Regions from separate parts of the Zea mays genome. Here all the other regions are linked to region 2. Evidence: chromatin contacts called from public Hi-C data. All regions are on one chromosome and are shown on one strand. Each heading gives the region's core, a stretch centred on a gene start, on an enhancer-like site or on the middle of the called end of the contact. The rest is flanking DNA. Distances are from core to core; before and after follow the strand shown.

Region 1 (2,775 bases), core at 3-2,502, 340 kb after region 2:
ACGCCACCACTGCACTGCCCCCGTCTCGGTTTCCCGGGCGTAGGCTCCGATCCGGCCGTGCTGCTCTGCAGCTGCAGGCTGCGGGGGCCGGTGTGAGCACGACAAGACATGGTCGGCTCACATGCGAGGCCGTGCGTGGCCGGCCGCATATGCATGCGTGGTCTGAGTGACTCTGGCATACTGTAATAGCGTGCAGCAATAATACATACAGGTCCGTACGCTACGCTACGTACGCGCGGTCCGCCCGAGCTAGCACTGTGTAGTGTACACGGCCCGCAGGCGACGATCGACGAACGATATACGTGCGTACGATCGACACGCGGGGGCGATGGCGGCTCCTCCCTCGCCCGATCCACGCCACCGGTCCTTTTCCCTTTCATTCAAGGCCAGACATCGCAAGTGCACGCCATATGCGCGCGCGCGCGCGGCTAGGGAGCCTACCAGTCAGTACCACCGTCGGCAGGCACGCGCGCGATCCAGCAGCCAACTGCCCGCCCGGCTGCGGCAAACAACCAATCGGCCAGCAACGCGCCCAACCAGTCGGACAGACGGCGCTGCTAGCTGATCCTGACCCCTGACACCGGTGGCCTCCACAGTTCCACTTCCACCGGTCTTGGTCACAAACGGCATGGCGAGCCATGCATGCTCCGGCAGTCGTCCGTCCCTCCACTCCATGGCGCTCTGCTTTCCCGACGACCGACCGCCCCGCCGACCACGTCGTCGTCGATCGAGCTGCAACCACCGCGTGCGTGCGTGCGTACGTTGCCGGACAAGGAAGGACGGACGGACGCGGCACCGCCCGCCGGCCCATAATATAGCTTGCCAGTTGCCATTCGCCAACTAACCGCGCCATCATGGCTGCGCTGCACACGTCGGTTTCTCTTTCTCTACGCGTGTAGTATACCGGCTACACCCAGCAGCAACGAGCGTTTGACTTGCGCTGCGACTGCGACCCGGCCGGCCCTCATTACCTCAACGGCTAACGACCATGATGATGAACAAGCATCCTCCTGCCACTGTCGTGTGCTTCTCTCTATCTAACCATCGTTAGGACGACGGCTGCTGCCGATCGATTAATGGCAGAGAAATTCCGCGGTGCAGGATGTCCGTCGCCGGCCGCCTTTAAAGAGATTTTTTTTGCTCTGCGACTGCGAGCCGGCCCCGCTGGCTGTCTTTGTTTTGGCCACCGCCACCTTCCTCTGCTCATAAGTAGAGGCGAGCGTGGCGTCAGGCCGGGAGCGCGCGGACGAGACGAGAGGCGAAGAGAGCAGCCCAAACACGACTACTGCATTACACACACACACAGGATAGGAGTACGTGTCTGCTTCTCTCTCCCCGCTGGCCTCCTCCTCCAGTACTTCAGACAGTGCACCGTGCTGCGGCCTCTTTCATCCCTCAAGGCCGGCCGCCCCCAGAACCAGAGTCGGAGCGAATCCATGGCTCCTCCGCCCCTCTCCTCCTGGCCATGGGCAAGCCTCGGCCAGTACAAGGCAACGACGACTGACCCTTCCTTCTTCCTCCTTCCCTTTCTGTGCATATGCATCCCTTCATGCGTGCGTGTCCACCATATACACACGTACGCGCATACGTGAATCTATATTTGCAGTCGATCGGTCCTGTTTCTTTAATACAATTACATGATACTTCTTTGACATGTCTGGACACATGCATGCAGTACGTGCTGCTGGGGCCTCTGGTGTGGAAGGTGCTGCAAGAATGGCGGGAGCAGGCGGGCCTGCCGCTCGGCTCCTGGTGGCTGCACCTGTTGCTGCTGTTCGCGGCGCGCGGCCTCACCTACCAATTCTGGTTCAGCTACGGCAACATGCTCTTCTTCACCCGCCGCCGCCGCGTCGTCGCCGACGGCGTCGACTTCCGCCAGATCGACGCCGAGTGGGACTGGTGAGTTAGTCGTAGCGTGTAGACTGCACCCGTTTAGTTACCTTCTTCGGTCTCTGGCTAGTTGCATCTGCATGGGCATCTTCCGTCTTTGCGGCACCGAACAGAAACAGCTTCGGAGTCTGGGAGTCATTCAAAATGCGTGTGGATGGAAACGAGTGCTGATGATGTACTACTACCTTGCAAGAGTAGCCTAGGCTTCTACGACTACGAGTAAGCTACAGGGCCGGTTCAATTTTTTATGGGGAGTTTTTGTAGGATCTGGCTGTAGAAAAGATCAGACTGCAAAGAGAATATGAGTGTCGTGCAGATATAGAAAAAAAATCGGACTTAGAGAGAAACCGAGTGCGGTGAGGATTACGTGTAGAGGAAGATAAAATTATATAGAGTTTTAAAAGTAGAAAGTGATAGTTTTATATTATTACAATGAATCTACACATTCTATATTTATATTGATTTTGTATGATTTTTTGATTAAAGTGGTTATTATAAAAATAGGCTAAAAAGTTGGACGCTAAGATGCCTTCACCAACTTCTAATAGCAAAGCTGGAAAAAACCTAAAACGAAAAAGGGCCATAGGCTGTACCAGTTGAGCTAGTTGCTTCCACGACTCTAGCATCTACTCCTGCCACTATATTCCTAGTATTCCATTTGATTTTTCGGAGCCGTCGATGCTAGGAGTTTGAATTGAAGGCCCCGAAACATACTTTTCCTTTTTTCTATATATATAAGTGTACATTCTTTGTCCGTTTTCATCTCACCACATTTATGTAAAAGAAAGGATTAATTACTGTAGGAGTACTTGCTCTGTAACCAAGCTGTCCGCGCGTCAATAACAAAAGCACAGTAGCCTGCATATCATTGGCCGCTGTAATTCC
Region 2 (2,700 bases), core at 128-2,627:
ATATGGAATCGGATAGAGAAAAGTACTATAAATCGAATTCGAATACATCCATTTGACATCTATATTGAAATCGAATACGGATACGGATATCCATATTAGCAGTTTTAGCGAATACGAATACGGATAATTCGAATCTCCAGACATCCATTTCCAGCCCTAATCCTGAAGGTTTCAGATCCTGAAGGGACAGACGGAGAGTCTGCAAAGAAGCTTTCAAGATGGAGTCCGCATGATACTACGAGCTAGGGTGCACCACTTGCATTGCACAGTTGCACTGGTTAAACGTAAACATGAGCTGCACAAAGGACATGTAAGGTTCATTGCACGGGAGCGATCTGAAAGGACGAGATCTTCAAATCACAGGCTCCGGTTTGGCAGCGGTAATCCAAAACGGAAAGACGACCAAAAGAAACAGTTAGCAGTTGGAAAATAAATGGGTCAATAGTATAATCATCAGTTCTAACAATTTCTCCAATCTTTCTACCTCACTGCGATACAATATCGTTGTACAGCACATTAGCACAAGTATCACATCAAATCCAATTCTGATGCTGGATCATCCAATTCTAATGCTGGATCCCAATGCAGCATGTAATGTACAAGTAACATGTTGCAATCCAAGGAGGAGTTTTGGCATTCAAAATAGCAAGTACTGTATCTGCGATGGTAAGGTTTCGTGGGTTCATTCTTTTCTTTCCCCCGCATTCTTCTTTACAACAGCCACCGCTCATATCGGCCTCCATGACTACACGACCAGGACGAAGGGCACGCGTGGGCAGGTTCGCGGCGTCGGCCTTAGCTCATATCGGGACGGCGACGGCGGCGCGGCAGACGGGGCAGACAGGCGTCCTGGCGAGCCACCGGTCGACGCAGGCGGCGTGGAACGCGTGCGTGCAGGCCGGCATCGCGCGCCACCGCTCCCCGGCGCGCGCGGCATCGAGGCACACGACGCACGAGGGGGAGGCGGCGGCGGTCTCGTCGCCGGAGCCGCCACGCGTGGAGGGGAAGGCGAAGCTCGGCAGGCGGCGGATGTCGACGGGCGAGAGCCCCGCGCGTAGAGGCGGCGGCGGCGAAGGGGCAAGGTCGAGCGACGTGATGCGGTGGTGGCGGCGGAAGGCGCGCGCGGCGAGGACGAGGACGAGGAGGAGTAAGGCGGACGCGGCGGCAAAGACGAGGAAGACCGCGAGCGTGGCCGCCATCACGGCCGCCTGCACGGAGAGCGATAGGAGGCGCGCGCCGGCGCTCTGGCGTGGCCCGCCGCCGGCGCGCCCGTGCTTGGCTTCTCTTCCCTGCCCCGGGGCGAGCTCGGGCATGGCGGCGCCGGCTGGAGCAGGCGTGGCCATTTGGATGGATGAGGCGATCGTCGTCCTTGGCTGGAATGGAATATTCTGCGGGGATCGGTGGAGAGAAGACGGGAATTGGAATTTGGAACGGCAGGGGCTCCGCTCGGCCGACCCTCCCCAATCACGGTATTTTGGCCGCGTTCGGTACGTTGGCGGGTTTGCCGTGCCCGTGAGCTCGACGCCTGTAAAGGATTTGTTTATTATTATTTAAACGAGTCAAAGTATTCTCCCTATCATTTATTAACTGCCGATATAGAAAACGTGTTGGATAAATTTTCTTTAGGTTTAATGAAAATTATTTTTAAGTTTAGCTAAATTTACAGTAAAAATAAAAATATTTATTAAGTAATTCGATTATAAAAATATATTTAAAATATCTATCTAATTCTGTTAAGTATTCATTATAAATATTAGTATTTTGTTATATATATTTAGTCAAAATCGAATACCTTTGATTTTTGGGAAGCTTGAGATTCACCAAAAATTTAATCAGATTCATTTTTAACCAAACATTATTAGCTTCACCATGGATCTTTTGCTCTAGATTCACCAAATTGATGGAGGACTGCAAGTATACAGTTCAACGGCCCTTCCATATCGCCAGAAATAAACGATAATTGTGACTCTACCCTCGCTGCCTCACTGGCCATGCAATTATGATTTTACCCTTTGTTTTTTAAATTTATGATTTTACTCATATGTTTGAAAATAACGCTACTGTTTGTCTCTCTCTCAACACTGTTAGTGAAAATCAGAATTATTAATTAAAAATAAAAAGTGAAAACAATAGATGAAAAGGTCCGAAATATCCTCCTATTTTGTACTGGGAAAACACCAACATGCGTAAAATCACAATTTTATAATATAACTATGGGTAAAATCTCAATAAATTGTATGGAGATTTTTGTCCTTTTGTATTAGATATAACTTTGTTAACTACACGTAATAGCTTATGAATATGACACACATTTCCTCCTAGAAATAACGATTTGTTCGCTTTTATTTTACTCCTTTCTTCTTTTCCTTCGTCATTGTCGCCCTTTGCTCTGATGCACCAGCGCAGGGAAGCCGCCAAGCCCCACTGGAGCCCAAACCGCAAGCGTCGATTCGCTCCGACGAGACCTCAACCCCGCGCGCCTAGCTCCCCCCACCGGCATGGGTGCGCTTGCGCTTGCACCTGTGCCCTGTCCCAACTCCCATGTGAGCATGGCTAGTCGCGCCCTACTGATGGTCGTGCCCTACGTTGACGCCCCCGTTCGGCCGTGCCCTGCCATCAGCTGGCCAAGCCTTGTCCCCGAACAGCTAGCCACACGCCACCCCATATCGGTCAGTCGAGCTTCTGCGGACTCGGATTTAA
Region 3 (2,700 bases), core at 38-2,537, 360 kb before region 2:
TCTACTAATAGTACGTAGTACCGTGTAATTTTGGGTCAGGAAGAGATGCTTAGCATCTGTTTCGATTGATCGATGTAGTATTATGCTATAATTGGAAAGGCCTCTCGATCTATTTGCAAGTTGCGTGCATGTGCTTAATCCACTCCCACTTTGGAGAGTATCGAGGCTCCGTACGGCAGTCGGCAGATTTAGCCCCTAGCTGGCACGCAGTTCAACCTATGATCCTAGCGTTCGTTTGAAATGCTGGCGCACGTATCGGTTTATGTATGCGAATGGTTCGAATGCTGGCGCACGTTAGTTTTTTTTTACACGCGGTTTGCAGGAGATCTGCCGATCGAACTTGTATGGGAAGGTTAGGGAGAAAGATTTAGCTGATGCAAATTGATGTTTCATGAGAATGATAAGGATACGTATGTATGCAGTATGCTTGTTTCCATCCTGCGTACCATGGGTGTCCATATTGAATTATTGATACGTCCATGCTTCAGACGTGGATCTTATGCGTCGAACCTTGTATCAACCAAATGATAGTTCTTAGTCATCAAGGAGACTTTCGAGGCATCTAGAATGAGGGTGGATATCCAAAGTGTTTTAAGAAATATAATACCTATATATAATATATTATCAAGCACATTATTATAAATAAGAACAAAATTTTGTATAAATCGTTTTATGTATTATTTACTCCTTACAATAAAAGAGTGAAAAATAACCAAATCTTTATCTTGATCCGAATTCTATATCTATCATTTGAGAAAATATATGATAAATTTGAAGTTTATGGTAAAAACAAGAATGTGAATATCCTATTTATTCACAATCTATAATAATAATGATGATGATAATATTCAAATAAGTATATGTTTTCATCCCTGCCGGGCACCCTCCATCCCAATCCTAACATTCTATTTGATACAAGGGTTAATTCGGTTCATTGTTTATAAAAATAGAGTTTAGCTACATGTGTTAATTGTTTATAGATGTGAATATACAATTATACATGTATACCTATGAACAGTGTAGCTGAAAAAAGTACGGCGTACCCTGGGAGGCTGGGAGGATACGTTTTAACGAGACAATTAGTTTCAGTTTTCTGGGCATAGGCATGCTGACGGGATTAAGAGAAGGCAGCTTTCGGGCCCATTCCAGGCCCAGGCAAAATTCTAGGGATCGGTCAGTCACTGACTTCACTCCCTGTCTTTTCTCCCGACATTCACCCCGAGTGCGCGCGCGCTCTCTTCCCTCGCTCGCCCGCTCGTTCGCGACGGCAACTAGGCGATCAACCTCGCCGCCCGCCGCCCTAATTTACGTGCCCAGGTCTTCGTCCGTCCCCTCTCTAGGACTTCGCCGATCCTTTCTCAGGCGACGGGAGCCAACCAGGTATGTGCACCCCGTCTCGCCCCTTCCTGGAGTGAGAAACCGGGCACCCGAACCCTAACTTAAGATATTTGGATACTCACATTCGAATCTGATCTAGTTAAAACTGTATGCGTCTATTATTGCTACTACATTCGATTTTCCTGCTATAATTATTAGAGTGTCTCCACCCTGTGGATCGTGGTTGAGGAAGACGATCACTGTGCGCTGCTACCTCATACAGCTACGTTATTGTGGTATGCTACTGTAATATATGCTTGTAAGGGACTAGTCAATTATTTCACCGAGTAGGTAAGGGCTTCTATGCTTTTAATGCTCGTGGGTAGTGTGAAATGGTCTAGTAAGAATCTCTGGTCTTACTGCAGAGGTCAGGTCAAATCTAGCTGTGATATGTGATTTGCATAATTTGGACCAAGAGCAGTTATTCGAGTGAAAAAAAAACAAAATCAGCTTGGAGTGGAAATGTATCCCAATGCACTGGTCTATGCCATAAATGCTAATAAGTTTGTTGATTTGGTAAATGCATATGGTGTGGTTGAGTGGTTCTGTGACAATGTACAGTGTTTACTTTTAATTTCCCTCAGGCGTCATTTCTATGCTTTAGTTTATGGATTTGATGGTTATATTGCTTTGATATTTGTCTGCTTTAATTTCCCTGGTTAGTCAAGATTCATTGATGATCCACCTATGTTAATGCTGATGTGCAGGAAGTATGCTTATTTTTTTACATCTTTTTTTTCTCTGTTGCTCATATTGCTGCACTTTGCTGCTGAATCTATCCCTCTTCCCATGTTTTATTAGTGACGTTTACTTGACTGTGATTTGTGAAGCTTGATTTAATCACACAAGATGCTTTCAGAGTCTTATTTCATGCAGTTGTTTCCCAATTTGTCAGGTTCACCTGTAGTTAATTTTGTAAATTATTGTTATATCTGTAGCTGCCCCAATGGAAGTTGAGCTGCCAAACATCCATAAAGTGAGTAGCAATTTCCTCTTCTATGTTGTACCCTTGTAGGGTGCACTGATTATTAATTTAAGCTTTTCAGCTCTGGTTATCCCCATTTTGTACTCTACATTCTAGATTATAAGTCGTTATAGCTTTTCTTGGTAGATAGCTTTTGCCATGTATTTAGACATAGCATATATCTAGATGCATAGCAAAATCTATGTACTTAGAAAAGCCAAAACGACTCATATTGTAGAATGGAGGGAGTGGTATTTTGACAAGTTAACATATGATACATGTTAATGTGTAGGCTACTTCGAGTGACCATTGGAGTTTAACCAGCAGCCAATACCCGTCTGGTAAATTTCCTAAGGTCT

The links. Hi-C and Micro-C count contacts between places; a contact is called where the count stands out from the background.
Region 1: a Hi-C map of tassel shows a contact between it and region 2, with 5 times the contacts expected there. The contact joins the promoter of LOC100280351 here to the promoter of LOC100285346 in region 2. A contact is called at or near these places in 4 of 25 Hi-C or Micro-C datasets (bundle sheath, ear, endosperm and 1 more).
Region 3: a Hi-C map of leaf shows a contact between it and region 2, with 5 times the contacts expected there. The contact joins the promoter of dsy2 here to the promoter of LOC100285346 in region 2. A contact is called at or near these places in 2 of 25 Hi-C or Micro-C datasets (ear and leaf).

Annotation. Positions count from the first base shown.
Region 1 is chr5:92,429,702-92,432,476 of Zm-B73-REFERENCE-NAM-5.0, forward strand. It overlaps LOC100280351, which reads left to right and starts at 1,253. Exons shown (of 9, transcript NM_001153277.1): 1 at 1,253-1,490; 2 at 1,676-1,899.
Region 2 is chr5:92,094,116-92,096,815 of Zm-B73-REFERENCE-NAM-5.0, forward strand. It overlaps LOC100285346 (RING-H2 finger protein ATL2L), which reads right to left and starts at 1,378. Exons shown (of 1, transcript NM_001158238.2): 1 at 449-1,378. The coding sequence starts at 1,343. The coding sequence ends at 801.
Region 3 is chr5:91,733,901-91,736,600 of Zm-B73-REFERENCE-NAM-5.0, forward strand. dsy2 (desynaptic2) reads left to right here and starts at 1,288. Exons shown (of 13, transcript NM_001319706.1): 1 at 1,288-1,380; 2 at 2,273-2,353; 3 at 2,634-2,700. The coding sequence starts at 2,324. It overlaps LOC103626702 (zinc finger protein CONSTANS-LIKE 3), which reads left to right. Exons shown (of 3, transcript XM_008647090.2): 3 at 1-119.